2 separate regions of the Mus musculus genome follow, and region 2 is linked to region 1. A link is a contact called in public Hi-C data. All regions are on one chromosome and are shown on one strand. Each heading gives the region's core, a stretch centred on a gene start, on an enhancer-like site or on the middle of the called end of the contact. The rest is flanking DNA. Distances are from core to core; before and after follow the strand shown. Region 1 overlaps Atp2b4 (ATPase, Ca++ transporting, plasma membrane 4). Region 2 overlaps Gm31515 (a long non-coding RNA gene).

What was found. A called contact is a pair of places that touch in the nucleus more often than the background predicts.
Region 2: a Hi-C map of liver shows a contact between it and region 1, with 3 times the contacts expected there. The contact joins two enhancer-like sites. A contact is called at or near these places in 3 of 39 promoter capture datasets (the 3T3-L1 cell line, 3T3-L1-derived adipocytes and liver), 7 of 15 datasets of contacts at CTCF or cohesin (CD8 T cells, the G1E-ER4 cell line, embryonic stem cells and 3 more), 32 of 484 Hi-C or Micro-C datasets (B cells, the Ba/F3 cell line, CD4 T cells and 17 more), 16 of 115 datasets of contacts at active chromatin or transcription factors (the HPC-7 cell line, Th17 cells, craniofacial prominence and 11 more) and 3 of 9 other capture datasets (adipose tissue, liver and pancreatic islet).

The regions. Positions count from the first base shown.
Region 1 is chr1:133,711,263-133,714,496 of GRCm38.p6, reverse strand. All of the region lies in intron 19 of Atp2b4 (ATPase, Ca++ transporting, plasma membrane 4), which reads left to right. Among named protein-coding and RNA genes, the nearest start is that of Mir6903, 14 kb to the left of the region's middle. Within about 2 kb of position 1,421, at least 36 of the 459 cell types and tissues checked have an H3K27ac peak or open chromatin away from gene starts, as enhancers often do. A contact at or near this core is called in liver, where this site is marked.
Region 2 is chr1:133,881,362-133,884,914 of GRCm38.p6, reverse strand. The region is part of intron 2 of Gm31515 (a long non-coding RNA gene); the gene reads right to left. Among named protein-coding and RNA genes, the nearest start is that of Gm31515, 23 kb to the right of the region's middle. Within about 2 kb of position 2,189, at least 27 of the 459 cell types and tissues checked have an H3K27ac peak or open chromatin away from gene starts, as enhancers often do. A contact at or near this core is called in liver, where this site is marked.

The DNA.
Region 1 (3,234 bases), core at 172-2,671:
AACAGCAGTCTCTCTGTGCCTGATATCTTTGGAAGAATTCAGACTGGCTTCCCAAAAAGGGAATTTCTGAAACAGAGTACAAGTGAGTCCCCTGCTTGTAGCCCTAACCCCATTTCCCCCGACTTCCATGCATCGCTACTGGGACAGCTTCGGAGACCCCTCAACCTTTTATGGTTTTAGTCCCAAGATTCCCAAACAAACCGTCAATTCCAAGATCTTGAGGGGACTGTCCTGAGCAAGACCTGTTTCTTCCCCCTAGTTGGCGAGAGATCAAAATATTTCACTTTCAAAAACTGGCCTTTGGCTGGTTTAGAAAATTGCCTGGCCAGCCTCCCCCTCCCCCATCCCCTTTAGTGTACAGGGAAGACAAGCTAATTCACATTTTAAACTGCTTACCTGGTAGGAACTGCCTCCCACCCACCCCCAACCCCCCAGGAAGACACCAGGTAGAAAATGGGCAAGATACAGGTCGTAAACCCTGGGCTCCTCTCCTCTTTTTCCTAGGAAGGGAACTGAATCCTGACTTACATATATCACCTCATGATAGCAAGTCCCCACCTCTGCCCACCCCCACCCCCACCCCCACTGAGTCCCTTGGGTGCCCGTAGAATTTAGCACCTTGACTTCCATCTCTTCAGGTCTGCTCCTTTCAAAATAACCTCTTTGCTTTTCTTCCCTTCAGGGTCCTCTTCTACTGTGTGTTTGCTTTTTTTTTTTTTTTAATATTTATTTATTTATTTTGGTTTTGTCCCTGTTTTTTTCCTGGCCAGGATCCCCTCCTTCCAGAGCCTCCTTGCTTCTTGCCAGTCTTCTTTCTGGGGAGCTGAGATTCATGGCTCTTCCTTTTCCTGCACTCCCAGTTTGCATCCCCTTTCCGTACCTCTCCGATCTCCACAGCACACATACCTTCAGGCATACCTCTTTCCCTGCTAGAATGGAAGGGAGCTGGGCCAGATTGACTTTAAAACCTAAATCTGAGGCCAACCATGTGGTGCACATCTAACAATCTTCAGGAGGCTGAGGTGGGAAGATTCCTAGTTAGGCCAGTCTGGGCTGTGTAGCTAGACCCTACCTCAAAAAAAAAAAAAAAAAAAACAAGCAAAAGCCTAAACAGCCTCCAACAGCAGCCTATTGAAGATGCCGCTGATAGGATCCATCCACAACATTGTAACTGGCACCTAACTGAGCAAATGAGACTGAGTGTGCTAACTGCATCTTCCATGTCCAAAGCCCTCCCACCCCCATCAGGAGGGATTTTGTTCAGTCTCAGGAGGATTCCAACAAAAGCCCTTACAGTCTGGCTGCTGGTCCCCAATTGCAACACGTGGGGTGGGAGATGTTGCCAAGTGACTGCCCAGTGCTGGCTGGGATTTCCCCCTTCCCCTGGCTCTAGGCATTTCCTCCCTTCACCTTTACCCTTTAGTTTGGGGGAGGAAAAAGCACTAGAAAGCAAACATTTGAAGAATTAAAGGGCTGGACTCTTAGAACAGTAAACTCAGAATGCAGTTTTCATTATGTAAGTTGGACCCTGTAACACTCTAAGCTCCTAGGAAGGAGCCTCTACCTTCTTAATGGGACTGAAATCCGCCCCCTAAGGGCAGCCCTCACCTCCTACAGCCTCAGCCAGCAGGCCACTGTGTGGGGAAGCATTTTTAGCTCATACTTGGTCTCCACCCCTAAGTATTTCATGGCTTCTCCAGAGGCTCTGTTTACAAGAACAGGAGTCTGACTCAGGAGAAACCTTCCTTCTGGGGATGCAGTCACAGAATCCCAATCGATCTCTGAAAGATAAAGGAATCCCTTTCTATTTGCTCCTTATTGCTTAGGAGTCAAGGAGAAGGGTGGTAGATTGATTAAGACCCCAGATCATTGCTTACTGCGGGAAAGCGATGATATTAATTGCCTCCATCCCTAAGAAGGAGAAAGCGGAAAGCCAGAAGGCTGCTGTGGTAGGCGGGTGGGGGAGAGTGGCAGCAGCGGCAGCCTCCCAGCGTCGCCAGCACCAGTCTGCCAGTGAAGGTCTCCAGTGCTTAAGTCATGAGTGAGTTTCAGAATTGTGCGTCATGTACCAGCAGAATCCTAAGCACCACTGCAGCTGGAGGAAGCGTCAAAAAAGACACCTCCTCCAAACCAAGCCACTCAACCTGGCAGTCTTTTCACCAAGGCCACTTGTGTGGACTGCTATACTGCCCATCTTCTTTACACACGTGTTAACTTCCTGGGAAATTTGCAAAAACAAACAAACAAACAAACAATTAGTTGACTTAGTTGGTGTAGAGGCTCTTGGGTCTTACATTTCACTAATATGTACTTAGTTTCTGGTATGTCAAATTGCATGCCTTATTTTTAATAGTACAGGTCAACATAATGAAAAAGCTACCTGTTACCATTGGGGAGAAGTTCTTTTGTGCCTGTCCATCCTAGGCTACAGGGGAAAAGGAAACCCAATCCTAGCTGGGTGTTTGAAAATCCATAGCAAATTGTTCCTTAAATGACAATGACAGTGTGGTTTGCAATTACTGCCCTCCCCCGCCCCACCCTCACCTGTTGCTCTGGGTTTAAGGGAATAGCTCTCTTGATCTCCTACCCCTCTCCCCAGCCCTCCTGACCCTGCCTTCCTCTTCCTTCTCTCTGACTGTGGAGCAAAGCTGTCTCACTCTCTGATTCTTTGCAGATTGACGTAATTAACAAATTCCAGACGGAAGCCCCCTTAAAGAGAGTCCGAGAGAACATGACTCAACACCTTGATGTAAAACTGGTTCCTAGCTCCTATTCCGCAGCAGTTGCATCACTCAGAACTTGCCCCTCCATCTCTTCTGCCATCTCTTCTGCAGTTACATCTCCTCCTGTGGGCAGTGAGTGAGAGTATGTTACAATGCATGATTTACTAAAGCGACCACAAGAGAGCACGTGGCATCCACTTTAACCAACCATGGTTACTAGTGCTTTTCGGGTCCCCCACCCACCCCTTTGATCTTTTGACTTAAGGGAAGAAAAGAAAAAAAAATTCTACCCTACCCCAGCTAAAACCAGGCTGGATACCCTGGTTTCATTTTATTGTTTTTTTTTTTAATGTTGGAAAGTTATTAACCTTAACTATTTTAAAGACGATAACCCTGTTTTCTGATTGTTCCTCTGCATTGCTCGCTGCTTCTTTCCTTGAGTTGCTTTGTTTTGTTTTTCTTTGTTTCACCCCGTCCTGCTTTGTTCCTCCCCTCCTCTTCTAACTCCGCC
Region 2 (3,553 bases), core at 940-3,439, 170 kb before region 1:
AGATGATGGATGAGGAGGCAAGAGCTGTTGGGGTGGCAGAGGCCAGCGGGGAGCATCCGGGAGAGAAATATGGAAGCAGAGTAACCTAGAAACGAGAGGCTAGGGGGCTGGGTGAGCGAGGGAAGCTGGACACAGCTCTCTGCCGCCTCTCTTCAGCTGGGTCCTCTATTCTGTGACACATAATGATAGGGTACAGGTGAAAGGAACGGGAGAAAAATCGAGGGTCTGCAGAGTCGCCTTTCTCTCTCTTTGGAGCCATGGATTTAGAAAGCTCCCAGGCTCTTCTGAGGAGTAGGCCACTCACAGGCAGCTCCACTTCCTGTCTGGTGTCCCAGTGCCTCAGTAACAGCCCAGGTCCCAGCTCCAGGTTTCCATCCAACCTAGCTTTCTCCGACAGCACAGGCAGACACTGGGCCCAAGCAGCGAGCAGAGGTAAGGCCTGTCTCCTAGGATCCTGTCCTTTCAGAACTCCACCCCAAGGGCTCAAGGTAGAAAAAAATAACTGCAGCCAGCATCTCTGGGAGTCAGCCTGCAATTTCAGCTCACTGGCAGGCACAGGAGTCTGTAGGTGTGATGGGCAAGGCTTCAGCCTACTCTTCCCGGCCTGTGAATTCCATTTGTCCGTTCATTCCGTGTGCACACAGGACGTCAGGGAAGCTGACAGGTTAACATTGGCCTCCTCCTACTCACTCCTGTCAGCTGCTGGAAGCAGAGGAGCCGAGGAGCAGGAAGCCACAGGAGCTCCGCTTCTTACAAATCAGCTAACAGGGTGGGATGCTTGGTCCTCTGGTATTATTGGTCTCTCCTGCCCAACAAATGTCAGGAAAAGGGTAATCTGAATGCTTAATTACCAGTCTCTCTGAAAGTGGAACATGGGGCAGTTAAAATTATAGAGCATCTCAGATCTCAGGCCCACCTCCTGTACCCCCCGTAATTGTAAGCACGGGGCTTACATTAGTGGATCAAATATGGACCCTGTCCCAGGAGCTTAGACTCTGGAGCAACGGTAGCAGGTGGTACTGTCAACAGTTAGAGACATATTCTGAGTAGAATAGACTGGAAGAGCTGGTAGAGAAGACAGCAAGCAAACTGGCCAAATGAGCCAGGCAGGGCCACCCCTTGCATATGGCTGCTTAGCAGAACAGGGAGAGGCCTTGCGTTGCCCAAAACACATCTGTAGAAAGGATAAGAGGATGCCCACAGTCAGTATGCTTCTGAAGGTGAGAAGCTGGAAGATGACTTCGATGAGGGTCTAGCCTCTTCTTCCTTCACAGGTGAGGCTCACTTCTCTAACACCTGTCCACTTTCGACTTGCTCCCCTGCCATACTCCGGATAGATGAGTTCTGCTCAAATCTGGGCATTCTCTGGGTCTCCATGGAGAAAAGCGGGGACTCCTCAACACCAGAGCTCTGGGGACTAGGACACGTGGTGATGGATGGGTCAGAGAGACCAGAGAACAGCTGCCCTTGGCTAATAGGGCGAGCACTGTCTGTTTTCCTTATCAGAGGCCCAGCCTGATCTCACTCAGCCCTCAGAGGCAGCCTGCTCAGAGTTCACCCTGCTTGCCCCTCTCCTCTCCCACTTTCTCCCATCCCACCCAGATCCAAGTCTTCAAGACCACCTGTCCAGCAAATGGGCTCTAGGAAGGCCAGGGAGGGAGGCATGACTGTAGGACCCAAGACCTTCGGAGGCCTCTTTGTACACTTCACACACCCACTGCCAGGCCTGCATCTATGCTATGGGGTGGTACTCTTCCTCCAAGGCCAAGAATCCAGAGGTCCTGAAGAGCAGTCCCTACATGGGCTTGGGCTTCCCCCTGGTCTTAGAAACCAAGGCTCTGCTCCAATTTCCAATTTCCTTGCTGGTTCCACTTAACCCTCCCTGGCTCCGAGTCAACCCTCTTGCTCCTGCTGGATAGACACCAACTAACACACATGTCACACCTGCTTCACCCAGTGGGAAACACAGAGACAACTGCCTTAGACGCAGTCCCTTCTAAGGTACAGCCTCACCTGGCTAACATGTGAAGAGTCTGGGTTTGAACTTTAGTCCTGCCAGTTAGTGAGTTATGTTCTTGTGGTTTATTTATATCTATAATGCGAGATACTATCCCTGTCTGGGCTGCCCCGGGATTAACCTTAAAGGTATGCACAGAGGACTTGCCTTGTTTGAAGAACAAAGTCCAACCAAAACAAACTATTGTCATTCTGCCACGTGATGAGCCTGTGAGGGCGCTGTGGGTTCTGAGAGGCCTCAGGGCAGCTCTGGAAATTGAGTTGCAGACCGTTCTCCTGGGGTCACCCCTCTCCTGAAAGTTTATCATCCCATGGGCCCCACCTCCAGCCATCTGAAATTCATTTCACTCCCATCCTAGCCCTGGTCAGAGTGTCACGGTTACATCCCAGCCAGGCTACAATGTCACCCTCCAGTGATCCTTCTGATCTCCATGGGGGGAGTGGGGGCGGGGGCAGGTTGGGAGGATGCCAGGTGACCGCTAAAGGGCACAGAAGCCTTCCAGGCATCAGAAGGATTGGTAGTTCATCAAGATTACCCAGCTCCAGCTAGAAGCACCTGCCGCCACTCAACCCCTGCAAAGAGAAGAGGCCTAGGAGGTCCCCAGTCCCCTCTTCTGACACCAGACAGAAGCAAGATGTATTTGAGTTTTGAGCGTCCTGTGGGACACCAGGACCCTAGGGACCTTGCCTGCCTGGCTGAAAAGGTCCCAGTGCCCTGCTCTGCACCTGTCCTGGGGCCCGCAGAAGGTTGTGTTAACAACAATAGCTCCAAATTCCTATTAAAACGCTAGAGCAGGGAGAGCCAGTAACCATTGGCAGCTGAACCTCTAATAAGTATAATCATCACCATTAAGGGAAGAGTGGGGGAGGGAGGGAGCGGGGCTGGTAATACAGTGATTATATTAATCTGCCTCCGTGGCATGCCTTTGCCTCTGAGCCCACCAGGAGCACACAGGCCGCCAGCGAAGGCAGGCAGCCTGGCAGCACCCATGCTCCCACCTCTGTAGTTCTACAGCCCCTACAATTGCCTCATCTATCAGTGGGAACAAAAGTTTCCCTGCTGGGTGGGAGGAGGTGAAGGAGATCTTAGTGGGGAGGAGAGGCCAGTGAGAACTTAGGTAAGGGGGAGGTAACTGTAGAGCCCCAGTCTGGGCTTCAAGACTTTTTCACTGTGTGAGCCTCATGAAGCCAATAGTTTACAGACCCTCTCTTATAAACAACTTCCACTGCATGTGCCGCTGCGCTAAGCCACTGGTTCAGAACCTTCCTAATGCTGTGACCCCTTATGTTGTAGTGACCCTCAACCATAAAATTATTTTTGTAGAATCCTAATGTAGATATCTGTGTTTTCTGATGGTCTTAGGTGACCTCTGTGAAAGGGTCGTTTGACCCCCAAAGGGTCACGACCCACAGGCTAAGAACTGCTCTAAGCACTTTGCAGTTCCTTTCATTCTTGCTGAGACTCTGAAGGCAGGTGAGAAACCGAGTCACAGAGGTGGCTAAATAATTTGCCCAAAGTAAGTCCTTGCAGGGCAGA